Linked DNA regions of Mus musculus: region 1 is linked to region 2. A link is a contact called in public promoter capture Hi-C data. All regions are on one chromosome and are shown on one strand. Each heading gives the region's core, a stretch centred on a gene start, on an enhancer-like site or on the middle of the called end of the contact. The rest is flanking DNA. Distances are from core to core; before and after follow the strand shown. Region 1 has its middle 51 kb from the start of Gm40178. Region 2 has its middle 16 kb from the start of Gm30827.

The links. Promoter capture Hi-C pulls out the DNA fragments that hold promoters and counts their contacts.
Region 1: a contact with region 2 is called in a promoter capture Hi-C map of liver, with 2.7 times the contacts expected there. The contact joins two enhancer-like sites. A contact is called at or near these places in 4 of 39 promoter capture datasets (the 3T3-L1 cell line, 3T3-L1-derived adipocytes, frontonasal cranial neural crest and 1 more) and 1 of 484 Hi-C or Micro-C datasets (the N1E-115 cell line).

Annotation. Positions count from the first base shown.
Region 1 is chr3:150,347,875-150,353,911 of GRCm38.p6, reverse strand. No RefSeq gene overlaps it. Among named protein-coding and RNA genes, the nearest start is that of Gm40178, 51 kb to the left of the region's middle. Within about 2 kb of position 1,406, at least 7 of the 459 cell types and tissues checked have an H3K27ac peak or open chromatin away from gene starts, as enhancers often do. A contact at or near this core is called in liver, where this site is marked.
Region 2 is chr3:148,979,924-148,986,327 of GRCm38.p6, reverse strand. It overlaps a transcript of Adgrl2 not described here. Among named protein-coding and RNA genes, the nearest start is that of Gm30827, 16 kb to the left of the region's middle. Within about 2 kb of position 3,742, at least 15 of the 459 cell types and tissues checked have an H3K27ac peak or open chromatin away from gene starts, as enhancers often do. A contact at or near this core is called in liver, where this site is marked.

The sequences.
Region 1 (6,037 bases), core at 157-2,656, 1.4 Mb before region 2:
CTACTTGGCACTGTTTGTACTTGTAAGAACCAACATTCATATGCACATAGTTAGAGAGAAAACTAAAATATTTAACAAATGTTAAAATAAGTCATTTTCATAAAAGAATAGCTGATGAAAATGAGAAACTCAAAACCTCCCAGTTAGAAATCTATAAAATATTTGCATTATTATTGCATAAGCATGAAATATGAATCTCAAGATATCACAAATGCAGGCAATCTGCACTTCTTCCAGTTGGATCTATGGATTTTTACCAGTTGATTTTGCCAATAATGACAGTCATTAAGCTTGCCAACAATGTCTCAATAAACACGACTTACAAGCAGACTTGGAAATAATTCCAATATTTTGAGTCAGTATTTTCATAATGATGCTGTATACTAATTACGTTGCAAGGGCAAAATTTAATTACATTTAAAAGTTTTTAATACCACTGATAAATAGAATGGAATATTTTCTGAAAATGTTTTTACCTAAAGACCTGGGTAGAAAACTAAACCCATACTTGGAGACTCGTGACTCTGAATGTGTGTCCTTAAGATCTTTAAACTATTAAATGGGCACTGTTAGTTACTAAGTGAGTGGGGAAACGGACAGTTATACACTTAGCCTATTCTTTTCCTTTCCCTTCTCCTCCTCCCCTAGACGATCTTCCTCCTCTAGCTTTTCTCCAACATTTCCCTCTCCTCTACCTGATAGAAAACATGAAACATAGGCTTGGGAATTTGATCTTCAGAACCCACATACAAAGCCCCATGGTCACACATACACCTCTAACTCCTGCTCTGTCAGAGGCTAAGGCAGGACAATAGACTAGACCTGGTTACCACCATCTAATGCAGGGAAAGATCCTGTCCCCAGGGAGTAAAGCTGAGAGTGACAGAACGGAAGCTGTGACACCTTCCTCTGGCCTCTGCAAGTGAAGGAAGCATAAAGCACCTAAACACACAGGAGAAAGAGGGAGAGATCGGAGAGCGGGGAGATAGACAGGGAGAAAGAAGACAGAAATTAACGAGGGAGACAAAACAAAGTCCGAATTTAGGTATGTACCACTTCAAATTCATTACCTGACTCTAATGCCTGAACCGACATGTAGATATCAGGGATAATAATTTACTGGGATTCTTCCCAAAAGTCCAATGAAAATGCTGTAGCTATCAAAAAGAAAAGAATTTACCTAGTAAGGTGATGATGTGAATTCTATTGCTTGCACTTACTTCTATTTTAGATGAATAATTAACCAGTATAAAATTATTTAAGGAGTAAACTCTGTCATGAGGCAGACCCACCTGGGCTGAATCACAAAGTCACCTGGTTTTGAATTTGCAAGGCTGCTTGAGCTAACCCCAGGGCATGGAGCTGAAGGGCAGCCAGCACTGGGTAAGGCAAACTGGAGAGGGTAAGCTTTCAAACAAAAGAAAAGCGCTCTGTGAACAGCACGTGCCAATGTGGCACACATTTTAAAGAATGAACCCTCGGGCCTGGAAAAAAATTAATGAGTTCTGCCTCTCCTTTCTGTGACCTTTCGCTGGGTTTTCATGGGCATTTGTTTTTCTTTGTTTTAGGCTGAGCTGCTCTGTGAAGTCACAGTGGGAGATTGGGTCTGCAGCAGGGCTCCTGTGACACAGCTTTCGCAGGCTACCACTGAGTTGTTATCTCTTGAGTAATCCAAGGCCCTGAACTAGGCAAATTCACTGAGAAGTCAAATATTGTCTTAAGAACCGCATCCCAGGTTTCTCTTCCTCAGGGTACTCTCCGTCGTCGACTGTACACTGCTCCACAAAATGCTCATACAATTCATCACCACTCCAGTTTTCCATTTCAATGTCCGTTTTCATCAAATGTTAGGTAACTGTACCCAGGAAATGTGCCCGTGGAGTAGACAAATGACAGAGCAGAGAGCAACAGTCAACTTGTGACCTGCAAACTTGACTTTCACGATGAGGTCAGTGCTCCAGTGTCTTCTCTGACAGCAGCCTGACAGTGTCTGTCTTGACTCAGGTGGCTGTAATGTAGTTTCTGGTCCCTCATCTGCACTGTCACCCTATGTGATGGCAGCTGGAAACTGACCTGTTTCCATTTCCACAGTGGGCTGCCACTTGGCCTAAGTGCATAAACTAATTTCATTTAAATTGCTTAAGGACTGACTTTCATTGCAATTCAAGATCAAGTGAGCAGCCCTGATACTCCAGATAGCAGTGGATCCAGTGCTACCCACAAGCCTTGTGGTCTTGTGTTCAATCAGCACTAAAAAGGGCATGGTGCTTTTCCAACATATATATTGTTATTTGGTGCATTTTTTTATTGGATATTTTCTTTACTTGCACTTAAAATGTTTTCCCCTTTCCATGTCTCCCCTTTGAAAACCGCCTTCCCCATCCCCCTCCCTCCACCTCTATGAGGGTGCTCCCCCACCCACCCACTCCTATCCTCCTGCCCTGAGATGACCACCAGTCTGGGGCTAAGCAGGCCTGGACAGGCTCCTAGGATGGGGAACAAGCTGGAAATTACAAGTTCCCATCTGGGACCAACGGTCTGGGCAGGAGTGAACTTGAGATCGAAGACCCTTAGAAGAGGCCACTTGGATTGACTGTGTATTAAACAAGATACTCAGACTAGCAGACAGGTGGCATCGGGCCTAGACATGGGGCTATCCTGCGATGATCACCACTCGGGCCCCAAGTAGGCCTGGGGAGGGGTCAGACCATGTCCAAGATGACTCCTGACCAGTGTCATATTGCACAAGTGGGTATAGCACTCCTGAGATGAGACACCCCCAGACATTCAGAGACCTGCTGAACACTACTAAGAGGAGAAAAGTAAGGAGTGAAGAAATGGAAGAGAATAAGAAAGAGAAGAACACAGACACAATGAAGAGACAACTGAAGATGAGAGGGTAGTGCGGAACAGCCTGATGTGAACAACTGTTGATGCCACCAGGGACCTCGGTGGGGTCCTGGCCTGTGCTGCCACTGAGGGCCATGTCTAGTTCCATGGCCCTGAAGCAGCAAAGGTCTGTGACCATCGAAGATCAACCACACGCCTCTGGTCTGGGCTGCCACCAGGGGACATATTAATTTCTAAGGGCTGTGCAGAACTGACCTTGCCTCTCACTTGTGCATCATGGGAAAGCTGGCCCCGAGGTCATGAGACCAGGAGAGTTGAACTTGCCCCTATCCAGTTGTACTGCATGGAAAAGGAGAATGGCGCAGCATATTTAGGAGTTGTGGTGGTGGGTGCAGAGGAGGGAGAGATGCCTTCTTCCCCACCCTTATCCCTCACCACCTGTGGCAGGCTGCAGAGTTGGCCTTGGTGTCATGAGAGTAGGAGAACTGGCCACAACCCTCACCAGCTGCAACACTTGGGAGAACAGGTACTGAACTATCCCTGGGCAACAGGGTAGAGCTGGCCCTAGTTGTGGGTGTTGCTGGTGAGCTGCTCTCCCCTCTACCTCCCTGTGTATAGGAGCCAGAGACTGACCAGCTCAGATACCTCTCAGATCCAGACTAGGGCTTTGAATTGGCCATCTCCAACATCTACCCTACTTAACAACTTCTGGAATCCATGAAGGGGCGGGTCCTACAGATCTAAAACTACAGGATCTCCATGATACAGGGCAATAACATGATATACAATAGGAGAACCAATGAGATTCCAGTCTGGACAGAATAGCAGAAGCCAGAGACCTCATACCAGACCAATCAGACATTGGAATAAATACTTGTAAGCAAAGAAATATGGACAAAAGGGTGTACTGTGGGGCATACTGTAACATACTACAGCTTCAGCAAGAATTTTTTTTTTCTCTGTGGGAGAGGTTTCAAAGGTAGAGGGTGACTATGAGAGGAAAGGAAGATGCATGGTTTGGAATAAATGATGTGAAATTCACAAAGAATCAATAAAAAGCAAAAACAAATACACAAAATATCCAAGTATCCTACATTTGAAGACTTTAGCAAATATATAACCGGATCATAAATTAATAAGTAGTATCAGAAAAATTTCTATTCTGTCCTTATACCCAAAGATTAAGACATATTCCAGTCTGTGTCAGAGAAGTTTCTTACCACAGCATATGGTGACTGATGCAAAAATGGATGGATGGTCAATATGAAGAGAATGAGAGACTGTGTTGTACTCAGCTTAAGGTGGACCATCTATATCAGCCCTCATCGCAACCTCAGGGAACCTTCCAGAAGAGGGAGCAATACGGTTGTAAAAACCTACATTGATAGGAAATATTTGTAAGTTATGGCAGTGCTGTTGCACACGTACACCCATAGTGACCATGACGACATGCTTAAAGCTTGTGCAAGCTTAAATCAGCTCAGATCCCAGCATGGAAGTGGTAGGTCTCTAATCCAACAATGAGCTGAAGAGCTATTGGCAATCAAAGGGTGTTGGCTGAGCAAGGGGGACTTTTCTTCAGGGCCATGATCCAGAGAGAGGCTGGCCACACCCTACACCCAAATAGCCCTACACCCAATACTAGGCAGGCTGAATGAAGTAGGTTCATGGCACTGGGAGGGAAAGTCAGGAGGAACTGGAGAAAAAAAGAGTGTGGTGGATTTGATTAAGGCATGTAGTATGCATGAATAAAACTCAAATGGTTTCTAAATGTAGTAAAAGAAATGAAAAATAATTCTAGTAATATAAATTTCAGATAAAAATGAATATAAACACTATATATTATAGGTACGCACTAGGGACAGTTTCTTATTTGTAAATGATAAATGTACATTATGGTATATAAATTTGATACCTTATAGGGTGAAGGTGCTGATACACAAACTTATTCCCTTGGGAATATGTCTATCAATGGTGTTGGTAGCTGTTTTCTTCACAAGGGAAAGTGCAGGGGAACACCATGCAGATGGCCCTTGACTTCTTATCCATGATTGAGCTTTTGCACAGAAATTGACCTTGAAGGGCAGAAATAGTGCCTTTCATGGAGCAAATAACAAATTGACATGTGACAGTTTACTGAGCACATCTCAGACTGGGGAAAGATCTGAAAACCTTACTACCCACTAGAAAGGATTTTTTTAACAGATATCTTCATTCATAAACTCTATCTAATGTGTTTCCAGGCATTGCCTAAATTTCTGTGCTTCTCTGCAGTTACTTCGGAAAACTGAGCTTCAAGGATCTAGAGGAAATAATGATACTATGGCTGCTAAACAAAAATAAAGGTTGTTTATCTCACATCCTGGAATCTCAACTCTATAAGTTATGAATAAAAATCTCAGATACACCTTTGGGTATAAGCATGGCAGAATGTATGTAGGTACTTTACTATTTCTGAAATAGTTGTATAAATTTATTTTTATTTGTATTTTATTGGTATTTATTTGCCTTCATTTGGTAACTAAAAATGACCATTTAATAATTTATAGTTCTTAGGGATACACATTCAGAGTCACAAGTCTACAAGTATGGGTTTAGGTTTCTACCCAGGTCTATAAGGCCAAATTATAGTGGGAGTTGAAAGATGTTCATTTGTGGAATGTTTCCCTTCCAAACTGTTTACCTGTTTACTCTTTGGTCTAATTTATTATTTCAAAACCATAGAACTGAGGCCTGTGTTTCCTTGTTCCATATTCTCTATGCCGAATATACACACACACACACACACACACACACACACACACACACACACACACATATATATTCTTTTCTGGTCAAATTAATCTATACTTCAAAGAATCTTTTTCAAATGTTAAGTCCTTGATTTTGATTTTGTCTGTTCACATAATCTTCTGGATTTTGGATTCACTGATGTGAGCCATTTATTGTATGTAAAAATCTCTATGTGCATTCATTACCTAAAATCCAGAGATGGGGGAATATTATATCATTGGGTCAACTGGAGTCATAAGAATTCTGGCTGTCACAGAGTCTCAATATTTGTCTTCCTTGACCCAAACTTTCATTAAATGAAATTTTCAGTTAAGTTAGTCCCTAAAGTAACATTGAGTTTTAAAACTTGGGCCCATTATTTAGAGTAGCAATTTAATCCATTAATGTTAGAATC
Region 2 (6,404 bases), core at 2,493-4,992:
CTGTTCTGTAATTATGTGAACCAAAAACCTTTGTCTGTTGCTCTGGATCCCTTGCAGATGGCAAGACAATTATTTTCTATTGATAAATGGTTTGTTCCTAGGAAAACGGTGACCTTTTGTTTTAGGATAGTCTCTGTTGCCTATCTTTTGGGGTGCCCTTCGTGGAACACTGAGAAAGCCTCGCTGTGTAACCTAACGTTTTTCTCTAAAACCTGACGCACTTTGCTCTATTATAATTAGAAGGGCGTTCAATTAGCCTACACAACAATAGCTATTCTGTGATAAGACTCTCATTGCTACACATTGGAAACTTTATTTTTTTTAAATATACTTGCTAAATTAATAGGGAAGAAAAAGGAAGTAGATCTTGTTGAAAATTAAAAGCCCACGTGAGCTTTATTAACAGAACTTCTGAAAGGAGTATCAGTTTGGAAAACATTTCTAAGTGCCAGACTCCAATTTTATGACTTGTTTTAAATAGAGGTAATTCTATTTAGGTAGAGTTTTGTTTTAATTTTTAAAAGTTGATCAAACACTAGCCACCTTTTTGTTTAGCATAAAGTTGTTTTTCAGTGAGAACACCTAGTTGGTTTGATTATTCATTTCCTCCCATCTGGAGAGCACTGTGTTATCTGAATTTCTCTTAGCAGCTCAGAACTTGAATGAAGAAAGAAATAAGAAACTAGTCTGTGGGGCATTTGTGGAGGGCAGAGAGGTCAAGAGAGAACTCTTCTTCTGGGGAAAACTACTTGTATTTATATCACATTAGGTTTTCAAAATTGATTTTTAAAGACAAACTGAGTGGTTGGAAAATTGTAAGACTCCCTCCCCCCCCCCCAATCTCTGGTTTACCAGTGATGTTTGTTTTTGACCAGGAACTGACATTCTTATCTTGGAGGAAGGATTGTTTACTGATGGTTAGAAGTCCTAGCTCCTAATACTGGAAATAAATTCTCACGTACCAGTTTAAGAGGCGAAAACCCACCACCATTAATTGCCTAAATATTTTAGTCTTTTGTTTAATGGGGTGGTAATTGTTTTCAGATCAAGATGAGACTCTTTAGTGCCTTTCCAATGGAGACTTCACCCAGTGATCATTTTACGATAGCTTTTTAAAAACCTGCTTTGTTCAGTAGCCAAAGAAGTACTGTAGAATTGGAGGGGGGGGGGCTGTCAATGGTTGTGATTGTGACTTCTGTACCCTAATTTTGGCTAACTGCTTTGAGTACAAAGTATTATGGAGAAAACACACCGTCGTTGAGAGCTATTAGTGATCATTCAAAAATTGTCTTGAAAGCATTGTTCTTCCTTTTATATGATCTTGGATTTGGCAAATCTCTAAAGGTGTAAAATGCAGTGCAAATAAGATTTCTCTGCTTTTCGATGACAAAATTGGGCAACTTAAAGAAAAACTAACGTGCCGTCGAAGCACTTCAGCTGACATTTTCAATCACTAGGGTAGTAAGTGTTGGCAACAGAAAACGAATTTAGAAATGCAGATAGCCCCGGGAGCAGGTAGTTAGGGAATTCGGAATATTGAATCATGTGGGCTAGACCAAACCAATTACTTCAAGTTTTGACATGAGAATTTCCAATAAATAACTTTTGTTTTCCAGGCTTTTCGCCCAGCTTTATTAGTGGAGTGACATCAAAGCACCCAGCAGAACTTCCGAATGCCATGAAAGCGAATATGAATACATAGCTCTCCCATGCAGTGCCCAGAGTCCTACTTTCAGATGGGCACTGGGGAGTTTTCAGTGCTGTAGTTCTCACCTCAGCAGAAGCACGGGGCTGCTGGGTGTTTCTCAGAACATGCAGGGCAGTAGAGTGCTTCAAAACCAAGACTTACTTCGGGTTAGGACTTTGATCAGTCCTGGCACTCACTCTGTGTGCTTTCTGAACAAATTTAAGGTCGTAATTTACTGTCCTTAAGTAACATGGCAAACTGAGAAAAGGGACAGAGATGTGGTGAAGGTCAGAGGAACTGTCAACCTGCAAACCCCAGGAATAAAACGTTACTGCTCTGCTTTCTCTGAAAATATTTATTTGACCTAACTTTTGTGAAAAATTACTTAAACAATGGTTCATTACCAGATGTGTTATGGACAAGAGGCAGCACTACAAATTTATTGTTGTCTGTGATCTTCATTCACCTGCACCCCACCTGTGAAGCAAGACTCTGGTTTGATTTTAACGAAACCTTTATCACTTACCTAAGTGCTGATAATTATAACCCAGGCTAGGTGGATTTCGGTTAAGAGCCAAACAGTTTTGGACAGAGAAGAACCGAGCATCCTGCAAAGTGCAACTTTTAGTAATTTCCCTGCAGGAAGCTTACACTTTGTGATCTTGATTCTTTGTATCTGCTTCTGAGTCTTGAAGGGTCATTTGACACCTGCCTGCATTTGATCGGGTAGATTCTTGTAAAACAACGCCACAGTTTTGTAGGTAATATGTGCTAGAAATGAGGTGTGTTGTGGACGAAGACTGTTTTACAAGCATGCTTATCTAAATTGAAGGTTTTGATGACGTACTAAGAATAGCAATGTTTGTAGCTGAGCGGAAAAAGGACTTAGATTCTTGTAGGTATCTTGGTCAGTTCCGAGTCAGTTCACTCAGGCTCAACTGTTTTGGAACTATTTTAAGCAAAGATTAAAACATTTCTACTTGGAAGCTAGATGAAAATCATAGGTTGGTTAGGCTTTCTGTTACATAACACTAGTTCTTCAGGCATACCCAAATACTCATCTCTGCAAATAATTCCTGATTAAAGGTTGAAAAGGCATTTAATCATCAGATTACGCTAATTAGAGTGATCTTATCAGAAAAGTAGACTGAGACTATTCTGTAAAATCTTCGGTTGCCTGAGATGCTCTCAAAGATTGGGTGAAGAACTGGCTTTTTTTTTTAAAAATTCTTTAAGAACAGCTTAAGGAAATGGTTTGTTTAATATAAAGATAGATGGCTAATTACTGTAATTAGGTACTGTGAATCATAACACATAGTATACTGACCTGAGTGGTCACCAACAAGGAGTGAGTGGGCCCTATTAGACTTCAGTTAGTCACCCGGATCTGATGTGTAGGTTTTCTTAAGCATGTGTTATATACTAGAGAAATTCCTTAATGTAATTTTGATGTAAGTCGTTATTTTTAGGCAGGTCACGGACCATAAGAATAGAAAGGTCCAATCAGCTAAAAATACTTTTAAACACACACACACACACACACACACACACACACACACACACACACACACACATATATATTAGGTCATTGGTTGATACATTAAATGCAGTAATCTGCATATTTCTAAAACAAATTTTAATTCAATAAGTTTTGAAAGCTTATTATTTGTGTTCCCCCCCCCTTCCTTTTTTATTTGACAAGCAAATACTCCCTGGGGAAAATCAGTTTAAGGAACTGAACTCATAATACCTTCCCATAGAGTGCAGTTATGGGACATGCTTTGGAAATGTCTGAGGAGCACAAAGCAAATTCCGATACAATTTGTTTAATTACAACAAAAATACAGCACTATGAAGTCATAGTGTTTGTCTTCATAGAGGGTTTTATGCATTGTGGTGGTAAGTAAAATCCCATCACACTTGTATAAATTTGTTCAATTACCAGAACAACTAAAAGGAAAAAAAAAATCAATTTAGGTTGAAAAGCAACAGAAATTAGATTACCTTGGTTAGTAGAAACTTGCCAGCAGTGTTGAAATTGCTTAATAATATCAAAAGCCACACCAGCAGTGTGAGGGCGTTGGCTTCTGTTGTAATATGCACATGTTTGCTTACTGGGTTAATTTTTTTTTTAATGTATCTCTTCCCTTTTCTCTTCCTGTTTTTATTTTCACGGAAATTGTCAGATAGCATGCGAGAAGCTGTACATTTGGGTGTTATCGTTCCTTGTAGAGGTTGCTTTCTTAGACTCTTTGATCAGTTAATATTTTGGATCAGTGTTGTGAAATGCTATGCATGATTTTAGGAATCTGAAGAAACTCCCTCCATCACAAAGGAGCCAGTTAGCAGCCCCAGGAACACTTTAGGATTTCTCTCTCTCTCTCTCTCTCTCTCTCCCTCTCTCTCTCTCTCTCTCTCTCTCTCTCTCTCTCTCTCTCTCTCTCTCTCTCTCGTTTATCACCAACACTAGAGTTATATGGAACCCTCGATCTTAAATTCTGAGCACAATAAAGTAGTACAGATAGCTGGGCACCTGTTTTATGGCCACCTTGATTCATTCTGCCACGGAGCTTCACCCAGTTGCAGTAATAGTCACAAGGGCTGCTCCAAAGCCACCGGGCTGTTTTTAGGTCATGAAGTCAACTTCCTGGAATTTCTAGGGAAACCAGTTGAAAGGAGGAGGACAAATGTCACTTTAAATAGAGATGTTTAAACCAGATTTCTGCCTGAGGGTAAAATTTAGGTCTCTCTTAGCCCGGATGTAATGTCTCCCTCTGCAGAGCAAGGCATTAATCAGGGCAGGGCATGAAAACGGGGGACGAAAACGGGTCCCAGTTGGTTCTGCCGTTGATGCCTTCCTTGCCCCAATCTGTGAGGAACATCTTACAAACATTAAAAGGCAGACACGGTACCTCACATCAATTTCTGAATTTCAGCACTGCAATTAGTTTCTTTAAAAGAAGCCCACATAAAGCTGGGGATGGGCTAAGATAAAACCTGGACCCCCTCGAAGCCATTTTAAAGGGGTGGATCTAGCACTTCATAAAATCAGATGTGCAGGGTTGAGAAGCATGCCGGAGAAGCACCCCTAAGTCAATGACCAATTTTTAATTCTATTCTAGAATATATTAAATAACCTTGATATATATTTTTAAATTATCCGATAGAAAAAAAGAAATGGCGATAAAAGAGAACGTTAATCCTTGGCTGTGAAGGATGGTGGAAGCTGCTAAGATGGTTGCTTAACCTGAGACAGATCATCAAATCCAACCAATATTATTTTGTCAGAACAAAAGCATATAGAGCCTGTGTCCTTTTCTGATATGCACAATGAAATTTTAGCTCAGTAGTGACAAAAAGATGGGCCAGGGCAGTCTAATAAATAATGAAAAAGGCATGGCTTAGCCATCAAAGCATACCGTTTAACCCCATTCTTTGCCATCCATATACACAAAGCAAACAATTTATATTCTGATCCTCTTGATACAATGGTATTTCTAGATAGTTTTAGGTTAAGAATTAATGCAAGTTTAAAATCCAAACTCTGTTTGGTTGCTTGATGCATCTCTTTGGAAATGATTTGGCGAGTTCAGCTCTGTTCTGCTTTCAAGGACTTTTCAGCCTTTGGACCATAAAGCAGCCACACTGCCCACTGTTGCCACTCTCCGTGACACTGCTGTGCCGGTCTATACGTCTGACTGTACTCCAGCATTGGACGGCAGAACAATCTAACCCCAACTACTGTCAAAATGGCAGTTGGCTGGTGGGGCGGGACTTTGGTCTTGACTAATGCTTTTTTTTCCCCCTTAGAGGATAGTAACCCAGAGTTACTAGTTTGCCATAAGATGGCTGAACCATGACACAATGTTGATAAACTTAGTACTTAGTGTTTATTTTCCGTAGAGTACCATGATGTAACCAGTTCCCAGCTTCCATTTAGGTAGAGAAAGAGTTGTTAAAAATGATTTTTCTGTCTTCCCTTAAAAGCAACATTTATTTTCTTTTTCTTTTTCTTTTTTCATTCCACACATACCTTCCACAGGGAAATTTCAGTCTTCTGCATTAAAAGCATCTGTCTTTTAGTGCTCGGTGCTGTGGTTATTGATTTGAAATTACTTTTCTTACACATCCTTTTCTCCACTAATTTCCGCCCCCCTTCCCTCAGTGCTAGGAATTGAGCCTTCTAGTTGCTACTAAGCAAGGCTCTCCCTATTGTCCCATCCCCAGCTTCTTCCTTGCCCTCCTCATTTTTCGATCCTTAAAGTTGTTTTCGTTCCTAAAGTCCTCAGTTTTCTTGTGGCTGTTGGGACTATCCTTTGGTAGTGCTGGATTCTGGTCCCATGTTCCAGCCATTCGTTGCCAGGTGCTTGCTGAAGGCTTCCTGTGAATCGACACAAGGCACACTGGAGACTGATAGGCTGTGTATGTTTACAAAAAGATGGATACGATACAAAACTACTTCATTGTGTCAACAAATAGAAATTATAGCCTAGAGTTAAGATACCCTGGGCTTCTGTGGTGGGGAATAAAATACCGGGCTAGTTGTGCTTTCTCTGATTGCTTTAATAGGAGAATAAAGAGGAACACTAACACCCTTTGCCTATTTGGTTGTGAGTGCTGTGGTACCCACAGTGTACACAAAAGGCAGTTCACATATTGTTACATCCTCCATTTTAAAATGCCTTCGCTTATTTTATTGTTTCCTGGGGGTGAGGGA